Regions from separate parts of the Mus musculus genome. Here region 1 is linked to region 2. The links are chromatin contacts, called in public promoter capture Hi-C maps. All regions are on one chromosome and are shown on one strand. The core of a region is the stretch at or near the end of the contact, and the rest is flanking DNA. Distances in the headings are between cores, read along the strand shown.

The links. Promoter capture Hi-C pulls out the DNA fragments that hold promoters and counts their contacts.
Region 1: a contact with region 2 is called in a promoter capture Hi-C map of hippocampal neurons, with 8 times the contacts expected there. The contact joins the promoter of Grin2a here to the enhancer-like site in region 2. A contact is called at or near these places in 4 of 39 promoter capture datasets (hippocampal neurons, liver and stem cell-derived epiblast-like cells), 1 of 484 Hi-C or Micro-C datasets (embryonic stem cells), 6 of 115 datasets of contacts at active chromatin or transcription factors (embryonic forebrain, embryonic stem cells and forebrain) and 1 of 9 other capture datasets (adipose tissue).

The regions. Positions count from the first base shown.
Region 1 is chr16:9,993,743-10,000,244 of GRCm38.p6, reverse strand. Grin2a (glutamate receptor, ionotropic, NMDA2A (epsilon 1)) reads left to right here and starts at 4,432. Exons shown (of 14, transcript NM_008170.4): 1 at 4,432-5,422; 2 at 5,996-6,186. It overlaps Gm30668 (a long non-coding RNA gene), which reads left to right. Exons shown (of 3, transcript XR_384651.2): 3 at 2,795-3,036.
Region 2 is chr16:9,356,707-9,363,780 of GRCm38.p6, reverse strand. No RefSeq gene overlaps it. Among named protein-coding and RNA genes, the nearest start is that of Gm41418, 80 kb to the right of the region's middle. Within about 2 kb of position 2,725, at least 13 of the 459 cell types and tissues checked have an H3K27ac peak or open chromatin away from gene starts, as enhancers often do. A contact at or near this core is called in hippocampal neurons, where this site is marked.

The DNA.
Region 1 (6,502 bases), core at 3,183-5,682, 630 kb before region 2:
GGCAGGATCCTGGAGGCAGGAACTGATGCAGAGGCCAGGGAGACTGCTGCTTACTGACGTGCTCCTCATGGCTTGCTCAGCCGGCTTCCTTATAGAACCTAGGACCACCAACCCAGGGATGGCACCGCCCACAATGGGCTTGGCCCTTCCCCATCAATCACTAGTTAAGAAAATGCCCTACAGGCTGGCCCACAGCCAGACTTTTTCTCAGTTGAGATCTCCCCCTCTCTGTCAACTCTAGCTTGTGTCAAGTTGACATGAAAGTGTCCATCATGCCCTTTTTGACTCCTCTCCTCTCCTCTCCTCTCCTCTCCTCTCCTCTCCTCTCCTCTCCTCCCCTCCCCTCCCCTCCCCTCCCCTCCCCTCCCCTCCCCTCCCCTCCCCCCTCCCCTCCCCTCCCCTCCTCTCCTCTCCTCTCCCCTCCCCTCCCCTCCCCTCCCATCCCCTCCCCTCTTCATTGTTCCCAGCCTTGGTGAGGATGGCTCCTGTGAAGGCAGCCTTCCTTCCATCAGAATCTGACTTGCCTCCTTAAGCTTGGAGTGAGCTAGCTTTGTAGTGTAGCACAGGGTCAGGTCCTCATGAGCCCATAACCGTGTCAAGTGTGTGTGGAGGAGTTTCAGTGCCTGACCCAAGGCATCTCTTGCACCAGTGAGATGCCTGACTCCAGGAAATGTCAGCTTTTGTGGCTTTAGACACAGGCTGTTTCTTTGGATAATTGTCATCTTCCTTTATTTACAAGGGACAGCATGTATTCAATTCAATCTTTTACAAGTTAGACACCAGCCCTTTAGTTTTTAACAAATAAAACTCAGTTCTAGGCTCAGCACTGATGATGAGAGAGGAACATGTGAGGATAGCATCAGGGTCATCCCAGATGTAACTCCAATTTCTTCAACCTCTGTTCACAACTGCTAAGATGTGGAATCAACCCAGATGTCCACCAGTGGCCGAAAAGAGACTGTGGCACAGATAAACAGCAGAGCAGTATTTGTCCACAAAGAAGGATAAGATTTGGTCATTTGTAGCCAAATGGAGGGGACTGGAGGACATTACATTATATCAAATAAGCCAGACACAGAAGACAATGACTGCATGTTCTTTACCATACATAGAGGCAAAAATTTGTCATGAGTAGTTAGGAGGTGGGAAAGATAGAAGGTAAAGCAGGTAAATGGGAACCCAGACACGCTTGGGTAGAAAACTATGTTCTGGAGCTATAAAGTGGAGGGGCTACTGTAGTTCAGAGTAACCTGCTACACACTTCATGCAGACACCAAAGACAGGAGCCTGGAGGTTCCAAACATGGAGAAGTGCTAGGGAGAGGAGAATTCTAGTTAGTTAATTTGATCAGCTTATGAAATAACATGTGTTACAATAATGTCCTGGGTTCCATTACATCTGTAAAGATTGCATGGCCACAACAATCAAATTAAATAAAAGTATGGTTGAAGTGGAGCTCAATCGGTCGAATGCTTACCCAGCATCACAGAACCCCATGTTTAAGCCCTAGCCTTACATAAACCAGATGTGGTGGCACATGCACTTGTAATCTGAACACTTGAGAGGTGTGAATAGGAGGGCCATAAGTTCAAGGGCATCCTCAATTATATCTGTGAGTTCTAGGCCAGCTTGAGATACATGAGGCTTCATCTCTTTCTCTTCCTTCCTTCCTTCCTTCCTTCCTTCCTTCCTTCCTTCCTTCCTTCCTTTCTTCTTTTTCTTTTTCTTTTTCTTTTTCTTTTTCTTTTTCTTCTTTTTTTTTTGAGCAGGGTTTCTCTGTGTAGCCCTGGCTGTCCTGGAACTCACTCTGTAGACCAGGTTGGCCTCAAACCCAGAAATTCGTCTGCCTCTGCCTCCCAAGTGCTGGGATTAAAGGCGTGCGCCACCAACGCCCAGAGAGACTTCATCTCAAAAACCAAACTCAAACCCAAAAAACCTAAATAAAATAAAACAAAAACAAAAATATGTGTTTGTGGCCCCACATCTGGTGTTCTGATAGAATAAGGTAAGCATGAATATTTTTTAAAGTTTTTTTTATTTTAAATTTTTACTTTAAATTTTGTGTATATTGGTTGTGGGTTTGTGTTCCTGAGTGCAATGCCCATGAAGGCCAGAAGAGGGCATTAGACCCTCTGGAGTTGTCATTAAATGTGATTGAGAGCTGCCTTCCATGGGTGCCAGGAACTGAACCCCTGTCTTCTAGAAGAGGCTGAGCCATCTCTCTAGCCCAGCATGCTAAATTTAAAAGCCCCACAGTCTACAGCTCACATCTGTTTATTAGAGAAGACTGGGCACCAATGTGTTTATTTGTACAGAAAGCTAGCAATCCAGTAATTGCAAATAAACAGGGACCAAAGACATGGTCCCATGGGAAAAATTACTAACCACACAACCGCACAAGCCTAACAACTCAAGTTCTGTCCTTGGAACCAATGTAAAAAGGCAGATATGGTGGTATGAACCTGGAATATTAACACTTTTCCTGTGAGATGGGAGGCAGACACAAAAGTAGCCCCTGGAAGCTTAGCTGACAGCCAGACTAAGATACACAGCAGCACAGTACAAGACAGACCCCGCCTCGGCAAGGTGCAAGGAGCAAATGATTTCTGAAAATTGCCCTGTGACCTCCACATGGCATGGCATGTGACACTCTCTTCCCATAAATAAATCTTTTTAAAAGTACAAAAAGAAAGAAAGAAAGAAAGAAGGAAAGAAAAAGAAAGAAAAAAAAGAAAAGAAAGAAAGAAAAGAAAAGAAGAGAAGAGAATAAAAAAGGCTTTTGTTTTTTCTCCAGGCACTTGAAGAGAGAAGGGTGAGACTCTGAGCCATCCATTGTCATTAGAGAACAAGCCAGTGAACAATGCAGTGACCACTGAGTTGCATTTGTGTGCAGCCAACAGAAGGAACACAGCTACTATGTGGCATTTGAAGTCAAGATTACAGTTTCTGCCACTGGAGCCCCCTCTTTAGCCTTGGTTTCACTTTTCACTCTGAGGCAAGGTCTCAATAAATTGCCCATGCTGGCCTTGAACTCACTCTGCTGCCCGTGGGTACCCTGCACTTGATTTCCCCACCCCGGTCGCCACATTGGCCACACCACTAGGCCTGGTTTTCCCACTGTGTTCATTCTTTATGATTTATGTTTCAGGCCTTTGCTTGTTCTCTAGATAGCTTTTAAAGATGGGGCTTGCTCTGCCTAGGCTGCACAGCCTCCTTAGTAGCTGGGGCTGCAGGTGTGCATTTATCTGAGCTAAGGCAGTGTAACATTCTCAAGTTCTCAGGTCAGAGTCTTGCATGATATCCATGCAAGAGAGAGGCCCAGCTTAGCCCGGCTCAGTCCAGCCCATTCACAGCCCCAGTAAATGGACCATTGCTCCAGTTTCTGCCTCTGTTGTATCACATTGCCCACCCCCATCCCCTTTTCCTTTACCGTCCAGATTCTGTCTGCTTCCTTGTTTTCTTTTGTGTAAAACCCCAGGGTATTCCACACACAACATCAGCTCCACAATAAACCCACGGGTCTCCAGGACCAGGGGCTCCTTTCTGTAGCCATATCGATCCCCCCTGGATGAGTTACTTTAGAGGGCTCTCATTTTTTCTTGGGTACCTACTACGTGTCAGGTTTTGTTAAATCTTTGACCATTGTCTTTTTATTGCAAAATAACCCTGAGAAATGGCATTTATTTATTTATTTATTTATTTATTTATTTATTTATTTTTACTGCTGTTGCTCGCCTGCTTTTTCAGATTATCAGTCATTAAAGGAGGAGGGTGACTCCTGAGTTTGGCAGACCTGCAATAACAAAAGCTACTACTCAGTATAGGAGTCCAAGAAGTTTCTTACAGTTGGTTCTCTGAACAAGGTGAAGTAGGCTCTGTGTTTGTTAGGGGCAGCTTCTGGCTGGGCTAGGAGCTGGCTAGCCGGCTAGCTGGCTAGCTCTCTGAGATTTTTTTTTTTTTTTTTAAATAAAGATCCGGATGCAATTCTATTCTTATGACTTAATCACTGTGGAGGCCAGTACTCTTAATACTTAGGATTTTAACATATGCATTTGGAGCATAAACATCCAGGTGACATGAGGCATCAAGGGAAGGGAAGAAAGGCAGAGACAGGTGTTGGGATTCAAGTGACTGACCGTACAAAGGTCAAATGTAGACATCTAACAAGGAGCCTCATGCCCAGCTGCTAGAATTGGAGCCAGTCAGTTTTCACAGCCAGTTAGCCCCAGGCTCTTGGCTTATCCGTTCTGGTGACTTAGAAGAGGCAACCACAGGGTTACGTTTTGTCTCGAACAACTTAGAGAAGGAAGCAGCAAGTGTGTATGTGTGTCTGTGGGTGCGCGTCTGTGTGTGTATGTGTGTGTATGCGCGCGCGCACGCGTGTCTGTGCTTGGAGAGAGTATATATGTTTCTGATTTTAAGCTCCCGGCTCTCTGACATCAGAGTGGGTTCCCATATCAGGGTGGTGAGGCATTGAGAGAAGCATCCTGGGCGGGTGTGTGCGTGTCGGCGTGCCTTGCGTGGAACAGAGATTGCTGCACCCAGCGCCAGGCACTGGAGGAGGAGGAATCCGTAGCAGAGATCTGAATAATTGATTCTTCAGCAGCACCAGACGCCCGGGAGCGGGCGGAGAGCGTGGTTTCAGCACCAAGGTTGCGCGCCACCGCAAGCTCCCCCCGTCACCAGCCAGACACCTAGGTCGGCCTTGTTCCGCTGCCGCCGTGCGCTCCAGAAGAGGGTGGCCGCGCTCCGCGTCGCCGCCTAGGGACTGCGGGGTCTGCCTTGGCCCGCCTCCGGGGTGGGCGGCTGCAGGCGGACCAGAGCTCCAAACAACGTCGGATTGCGCGGGGGTTGCTGCGTTGCGTCTCGCTGGCTGAGAACAAGTCCTAAGTTGCTGTGGTGGGCGCCTCTGCTTTCCTCTATCCTCCTAGGCGACCGCAGCAGAAGCGTGCCCTAGGATCCTGGCTTCTCCAGTGTTGTGAACCGCGGTGGCCAGGCTCTTTCCTGGGCTCCCGCTGACCAAGTGAGGAACCGAACGCCCAGCTCGGAGCTGGCCCTTCAGCGAAAGGGCCAGGAGGGAGCTGCGGTCCTCTGCCTGCGCCCTTCTCCGCCAGGGACCGCGGGGATCCCCGGCCACACGCGCGCGCGCGCTCCCACACTCACTCACACACACACACTCACACACTCACGCACGCCAAGCAGGAGCAGGACTGCGGAGAGGGTGTCCAGGCGCGCTCAGAGGACCTGGCAGCCGCTGTCCGGAGTGGAGCATAAAGCTGAGCCAGGGCTCTAGGAGAGAGGCTCCTGGGGTGCTGTGCCTGAGCATGGGGCCGGATGAGCTCTGAGAGTCGCGGCGGCAGCAATCAGCCCTGGAGATGACCAGGGGTGGCCACTGCTGAGAACTATGTGGAGAGAGGCTGCGGTGAGTGCTGGCGCGGGACGCCGAGCCTGGGAGGGCCCTGTGAGAAGCTGGTGGGGGGAAGGTATGGATAGGAGGGGGCGGCAGGACGCACAAGAGGGTCGCTACGTGGGAGTGATCACACCTCCCTCGGGGATCCGGGACCGCGGGAGCCCGCGTCCTTCCCTCCCCCTCTTCTCCTCCCGGCTCATAGCAAACTCAGCCAGCGCCCCCTCCTTTCCTGCCCCCCACCCCCCACCCCAGGCTCAGCAGCTCCTGGTCGCACAACTCCCAGTAGCCGGGCGCCGAGGTGGTGGTAGGGGGTGAGGGTGGAGGTTCCCACTAAGCTTCTCGTGGGTGGCCAACCTGGGGCTTCCACTCTCCGGTGCGTCCCTGAAAGGAGCTCTGGTTATCAGCCACAGGAAGTGAAGACCCGCACCGAGGGTGTCATAGGCACCAAGCTCCAGCTCCCTCTCTGGTCGAGCCCCCAGGGTGCATAAGGGGGCTGTGAGCACTGCAGACTGCATCCCTCCCCCCACCTTCCCTTAGCACTGGTGGGCTGACCCTGCCTCTCCATCTCTCCTCCGCCCCGGTTAGAGCCCTGCTGCAGAGCCTCCGGCTGGGATAGCCGCCCCCCGTGGGGGTGATGCGGACAGCGCGGGACAGCCAGGGGAGCACGCAGGGGCCGCAGCATGCGGGAACCCGCTAAACCTGGTGGCTGCTGAGGCGGCCGAGATGCTCGTGCGCGCAGCACGCCCCATTGCATCCTCCACCTTCTCCGGCTACAGGTACGTCCTAGTTGGTGATACGGACTTCCCGGGCCTGGGAGGATATAGGCTCAACCGGTGAAGAGAGAGGAGAGGGTTCAGTAGGGAGATGGGGGGAAAAGAGCGAGGGAGAGAAAACTGGAGAGGGAGAGCCCAATGGCGAGGCGTTGGAGGAGCACCAGGTGGCGCTGCGGCCCTGCACTCCACCTTGCTCACCCTAAAAAGCCAAGGCTGGAGTTTGCCCCAACTTCCCCCGGGGTGCAACAACACCCGAGCCGAAGGGCGCGCGCTTGTACACGCGTGCACGACCGTACAGGCATTTTCAGGCAAGCACTGT
Region 2 (7,074 bases), core at 1,476-3,975:
CAAAGCACATCATTCGTGTGTGTGTGTGTGTGTGTGTGTGTATTACACATTATGTATTATACACAAATGTACATATTACATATAAACATACATGCATACATACATACATATGAAAATGACATAATGAAACTCATTACTTTGCACACTACCTTAAAATATTTTTGTTTGTTTGTTTTGTTTTTCGAGACAGGGTTTTTCTGTATAGCTCTGGCTGTCCTGGAACTCACTTTGTAGACCAGGCTGGCCTCGAACTCAGAAATCTGCCTGCCTCTGCCTCCCAAGTGCTGGGATTAAAGGCGTGCACCACCATGCCTGGTCTTAAAATTAATTTTAAGATGCACTCAAAATATAGTTCAAGCAGTTCCAACAGCTCCGGGCTCGGTGTTCCTTGCGCCGCTGATGCTGTTTCCTGTGTCAGAAACAGACTTCTCAAGTTCTTCTGTGTAGAGTCCACAGTTCTCTGAGGTTTTGCCTCTTTCAGACCTACCTGGTTGCCCTATCCTGCCCTCTCTGCTTCCCAACACTCACCTATCAGCTTCCAAACACTTAACACTGGACCTGCCTGAGCATCCTTGGTATGAGAAGGGCAGAGGAAATCTTGGAAATACAAGAAATGGACCAGATGCCCCCACCCCCACTCTGGAATCCTGCTGAAGCATCTCCCAGCAGGGCAGCAAGAATGCCACCACAGTTAACAACTGCATGAGGTTCTTCTCAGACAAGAGCCCACAATTTTCAGAAATTCAGTTATAGGAAAGGGAAGTGAGCCTAGCCCTTTATACAACCCCAACAGCTTATTGTTTTATTTTATCAGATCAAAGTTCCATCCAAGGAGTCTCTGGGGCCACCTCATACAGTTCTGCTATCAAAAGAAAAAGGCAGGTGGGGGGCAGGTTTCTTAGCAACCTTTTGAGATGTAACTTGGGAGTCACCAAAAAAGGAAAGTATGGCTAAATGCTAAAATAAAGAATTGCTTGCTTTCTCTTTGAGAAGGCTACCTCTAACTTACCCTATTCTCCCTTAGGACATATACACCCCCACCTCTGCATTGCCTCACCCTCTTCAGAGCATCTCTTGTTCCTTTTTATTATCTAATTTTAATTTCTCCTCTCTCAGCCTCTGTTGATATTTGCTGGGGGGCTAAAAAGACGCCAGCTCAGCTTCCTTAAGCTAAATGTCTTAGATGGCATCCCCAAGTATGTTTCTGTAGTTCTGTCCCTTACAGAAAGGCTCCTAACCTTGAAAACCTCCCAGCAAGGTGATGTTGCAAGTGTGCTCAGCACTCACACACCTAAATTCGGCAGCTCCGACAAAGTCCCCGTCACCTCTTGTTTCTCTCTTCTCTCTAATTCATGGTTATCAAAGCAGAAATAGCAAGCGTTGCTTCCTGGGCTTTGTTCTTCCAGGCAGCAGCCTTCTCGGGGAAGTCGGAGGAAGGAAATCAAGAGCATGTCATCTGGGAAGAGAGTCCACTCAGCAAACGCAGGGAGCGCTCTAAGCCTGGATGCTCTGTCCTGTGTGCTTCCCACGCTCCAGCCAACCCAGGTACACAGGCCTGCAGTCACTGCGGCTGTTGTTGTTCTGTTCTTGTGTCAGACATAATTTCCTTCAGGATACAATCAAGCTATAAAATTCACTCAGAACAGTCACACGTGCTCTGTCCAGCTACAGTCCCGTACTTTGCTCTCCTTTCCTGTCCACATGTAAAAATAATCCTCTCCAATTGTGTTCCCATTCTCACCAGCTGTCTTCCCCACCACCTCATGAAGGTGTCTTTGTCAAGGTCAGCCATAACATCCTGTGGGCTAAAGCAGATGATCTCTGTTTAACCTGCCATGGGTCAGCTGGAGCACTGGCTCTACTCTGTCTCTCCCTCTTGAAATACCACCCTCATGTACCCTCCTGCAGCTTCTCAGCTGCTTCTTGTCTTCCTGTCTCTGTGCCCTAGATGGTCTCTAACTCATTCTCTTCTCTAGATCCAGTTTCTCCAGTGATTTCCAGCCTCTGGGCCTTTAATTCCATCACTATGGCCATAATTCCTACTCTTCTCTCTAGCATCCTCTTTTCCTATTTAATTGCCTCTCAGCATCTTCCCTCTGACTGCAAAGGTACAGAGTTAAACACTTAACTGCACTCAGCTCAGGACCTGCATTGGCCAACTGTCCTGCTATCTTAGTCACTAGCAACTTCGCCAAGCTGATTAGACAAAAACTACTGGCCTCATTTTTGGCCTGCCTTTTTCTCTCACATCATGAGCCATCAACAAATCCTTCCCCATTTCCCTCAAAATGGAGTCCAGGCTGTCCTTCTTCCTGAGCCTCAGCTTTACCATGAAGTGAGCAACATATATGTAGTTTGAAGGAACGCCATCAAATGGTTAAGCATGACAGTAAACTCAGGCAAGGTGCATGGAACACTGTAAACAGAAAGTGTTGTTTTACTCTTCAGGAGGAGAGAGAACGAACCTACCTTGGAGGTGGCGCTCCAGTTAAATCACTTGCTAGCCCTTTGAGAGCCTAAAAGATCTTTCACCTGATTGGATTTGTTGGTTCATTTATTTAATAAGCTTAAGAAATAATCTGATGTGCCTCCTGACTGTAGGCACTGAGATTACCATTTTTAACAGTTGGGACCATGTTTCTGGGGACAGCTAGATCTCACTAGCAGAACAGTCTCTGGCTATTACATGAGCAAAGTAGGCCAGATCCCGGCTGCCACCCACACTCAGCCAAGCACCACCCAGCGTCTGGAACAGGGTTATGATGAGTGATTGAGGGGACAGAAATACCTTCTGGAAAAAGGAGGTTGGCATTTGTGGGGCAGGACATCAAGGCTTTGTTGAGGAGAGCACCAGCTGTCTTATCCTGCCTCTGGGCCTTCTGCTGCCAGTAGCTATGGGCCTGCTTGCAAGAGTCACTATTCAGTGGCCAATTACATGGCTCTATGGTGGAGGTGGGGCTTCAGTGTAGAAGGAAACACCTAGGGGTCCTGAGGACGAGCATTGAATAGGAAATATGAACTTGAACAGTGAGTCCAGACTCAGCCTCAGGCTTTGTATGACAGTCCCTCATGAGATATCAAGTAACTTAGACTCCAAGTTCCATCTTTGGTGTCTGAACAATTTCTTTCTCCTAAGAAATTGTTTCCCTTCATTCAAACAAGTTGTAACTTCACAGAACATGGGTTCTATGTGAAAGCACGTGGGTATTCGGGACAGTGTGTATGGTGCCTTTGGCTTCTTGACTCCCTTCATATAGAATAGGGTCACGTGGTATCCTCTGACATCAGAAGTTGCTGTGAAGATGTAGAAAGGGATTCTGTGAGCAGACTGTAAGGTTGTTCCCTCATTCCTATTGTGCCTCATGCTCAAAGCTGAGAACACATCAAGCAGTCTCAGCCAATCTCTGCCACGGTCATTTCTGTGAAGTCTGCCCATGGTAGCATCAAGTCCTATGGTAAGCGGTGGGTGTCTCCTTTGATCTTTGTGTTATTGCTGCTCAATAAACAGGTGAGAAGTAAAGCAGCTTGAAAGTTTCCTCTTGCTCCTCCTTTAAGGATTCAGTTCCAGATTCCATGAGGAATCACCCAACATGCTGCCATCAAGAGCTCCAGCCTTGAAAGAGGCTGATTCATAACACAGGGTTAACTGGCCGTGGGCACCATAATTTGTATCTGCCCTTGCTGGACTGATGGCCTTCAGACATTTCTCTCCTTCTCTCTATTCCCTCATTTGTATGGAGCTCATCTCAGACCTAGCTGTCTGCATGTTTCTTCTAACCTAAAGGGATTGAGAAGTTGGCTTCATCCTTTGAGCCATTGGGGTTCTCTCAGCTGGGGCTGTGAGCAGAGGAGGGGAAAGAAACAATCTCATCATCTCTCCGGACATCATACACATCTCATTACACCATAGCAATCTCCAGATCAAGGTTTCTGGAGAACCCAGACTGTGCACACACAGTGCAATAGATTCAAGTTTCCACTCTTTGTTTGTACTGCCTTGAGTAGGGTTCAGTTGCTAGCTATGAAATGAACGCTGCCTAAATTCTAGTTGGGAAAGCATAACAGAAGGCACTACAGTAAGGGAAATATGGGTGAGTGGTTTTATCTGAGAGCAGAAACAGGCTTTGGGAACAGTGCCCTTTGAAGCCAATAAAATTTCAGGCATGCAAGCTCACCCTGGCCTTCCTTCATGCAGCCTTGACTCTATTATTCACTTTATGCCCTCATTTCTGGTTTGGCATCCACACAGTTCTGAAGAAGAAAGACTTGCAGAGTTGACATCTTTGGGCTGGGAAGATGACTGTGCAAGCTGTGCCTTTAAGCCCAGTAATTTAAAGGCAGAGACAGGCATATCCCAGTATTTCACTGGCCAACCAGCCTAACCAAAACTTTGAGCTTCCAGTTTAGTGAAAGACCCTGTCTCAGGACAATCAGCCAAGGGTTTGTAATTTAAATGTGTCCATTTTAAATATGATGTCGGCATGAGCCTCTGCATGTTTGCATGAGCGGGTATTACAGGCTGATGTGTATGCACCACACACATACACACACACACACACACACACACACACACACACACACACACACGGTCATACTCAGACACAGACTCAGACACACACACAGGCACTCACATACAGATACACACACACTTGCATACATACACTCATACACAGACTCAGACACGCACACACATGCATACACACAAGCACACAGGCAATAATAGCAATTAGGACAGCTGTATCATTGAGGAATAAAGTTTCTGAGTATTGACTACTCTGTCTATTTAAAAGTATCCAAATCGCATTTAAATTGGTGACCTTTCTACACAGTTTCCCACATACCTTGGATGACACCCTGAGGAGAAATTCTTGTAATAACTTTCAACCAACAAGTATTTATCTAATAAGCTCTTACTTTACTGCTTCAGGAGGCGTTGAGCCTATAAGATTTGATCTCTGCCCTGGAGATGTTGGCAAGGAAGCCAGGAAGAAGGGAGGAGTCGTAAGAGACAATTAGAGAGTAATAGAAGACAAGAGGTAATTAAATGCTAAGTACTGGAAGTAACTGGGTAAAGTTGCAAAGAGACCATTCCATCTCTGTGCAAGGCAGAACTTTCTGGTGGATGGACGGTCCCTTCGGGGTTGGCACAAAGCCAGCTCTTATCATATCACAGAGGGATACAGATATTTACATTTTTTATTTACTTAATATGCAAGGAACCAGGCACATGTGGAGTTCTGAAGACAACTAGCGGGCATCAGTTTTCTCTTTCCATCACATGGGTCCCAGAAATTAAACTGAGGTTGTCAGGCTAGAGGTGAGTACCTTTACACACCAAGCCATCTCACCAGCCCTTGATATAGATTTCATACTACTCCTAATGAAGTATGAAGCAGTAGCCATCGTAGAATGGGAAGCCTGCATTGGAGCGCTGGCCTGGTCCACTAGTCATGAAGATTTCAACAAGTGTTTGTGTTTCTTCATGTATGAAATGGGCCTAAACGCATCCATCTTGCAGCATTGTGGATGCTGAACACATTACGGAAGCAATCCAGACTCTTTAAGAGCCTCTTAAATCTTTGTTCATATCTCTGCCACTTGGAAGCTCTGCAACTTCTTGGGGTGGATGGTGGTCATGTGACTTATCTAAATACCAATCACTGCAATAATAAGGACCACTATTGCTTGTAGGCATATGTTTTTGCAACCTACTTTAATAAGGGTTTAGCCTCTCCTCTAGCTCACCACCCACCAGACATAGTGGAAAAGAAGAGTTATTAGGATATGAGGGGAGTAGACCTGTTTAGAAATAGTTCTTTGGGGATGAGTCCAATCTTCATGGTCAGGATATCAGCAGCTCAGTCCAGTAGCAAACACCAAACACAAATCAGCAGCTGCAGTCCAGTCCGCCTGTCAGTCACCACACACTGACCAGCAAGGGCAGTTCAATGCAGAAGAAACCAACCAGCCCGAGGCCTTGGAAGAAGAAAGAAGCAGCAGGAACCTCACAGGAAGTTCTTTGGCTTTGGTTTCTCTGTAAGGCGTCAGCACAAGTGGAGCTCAGCAACGCAATGTAAGGTGAACTACTGCATGTATATCATTAGAGAAGGGTAGCAAGGCAAAGCAAAGCAAAGCAATGCTTCAGCTCTCACTGTCTGTGGCATCAAATTTACATTTCTTCATCACACGACTATTCACATGTTTGCTTTAGCAAAGCATCCTTCCACCTATGTTCCGCAGCAAAACATCATCTGACATAACTGACTTCCCCAAAATTCAAGAAGTTTCCACTTCAATTACTCGTTTTGATAGGCTATCACCAATAAAATCTGAAGTTACACAGATGACTAATCACAGGATCTCAGCAAATCATTTAATCGAAGCTATTTAAGAAGGAACTATGCAGACTGATGGGGTGAGTCAGCATGAAGACCTGAGTTCAATGCCCAAGAACCCACGTTTCTAGAAAGGCAAGCATAGTGGCGGCTTGACGTTAGAAACAGATGCGTCCCTGGGGCTCCTGGCTAGCCAGCCTAGCCTTCTTGGTGCATTCCAGGACTGTGAGAAATCTGCCAATACATAAATAAATAAATAAATAAATAAATAAATAAATAAATAAGGATGATACCTGAATCTGTCCTCTGATCTCTATGTGCACACACGTGAACATACAAATAATCGAGAGGCATGAGCCTACATGTTCTTCCACATGTGCATACATGTGTGCACACCTGCCTCTCAAACAATCAGGCCTGCTCTTTTCTTTTTTAGAGGCATGGCTAGCACTGATTCAAAGAAGTGCTTTAAAAAGGAATCTAATTTTTTAAAATCACACTATAGTGTTATAACTCCAGAGAGTTTATAGTGACTGCCCATGTGACTGCATCAGGAATCAACTAACACTCAAGCTCTGGGCACACCCGTGAGGGATTTTCTTTGTCAGATTATTTGAACTAGGAAGACCCACCCCAAAATGATGGAGACATAGCTTTTCAATTGTTCACCTCACTCCACTTGCCAAGTTTATCTATCCTGTTATAGCTCCGGTCCTTGGCAAATACTAGAACCAACTTT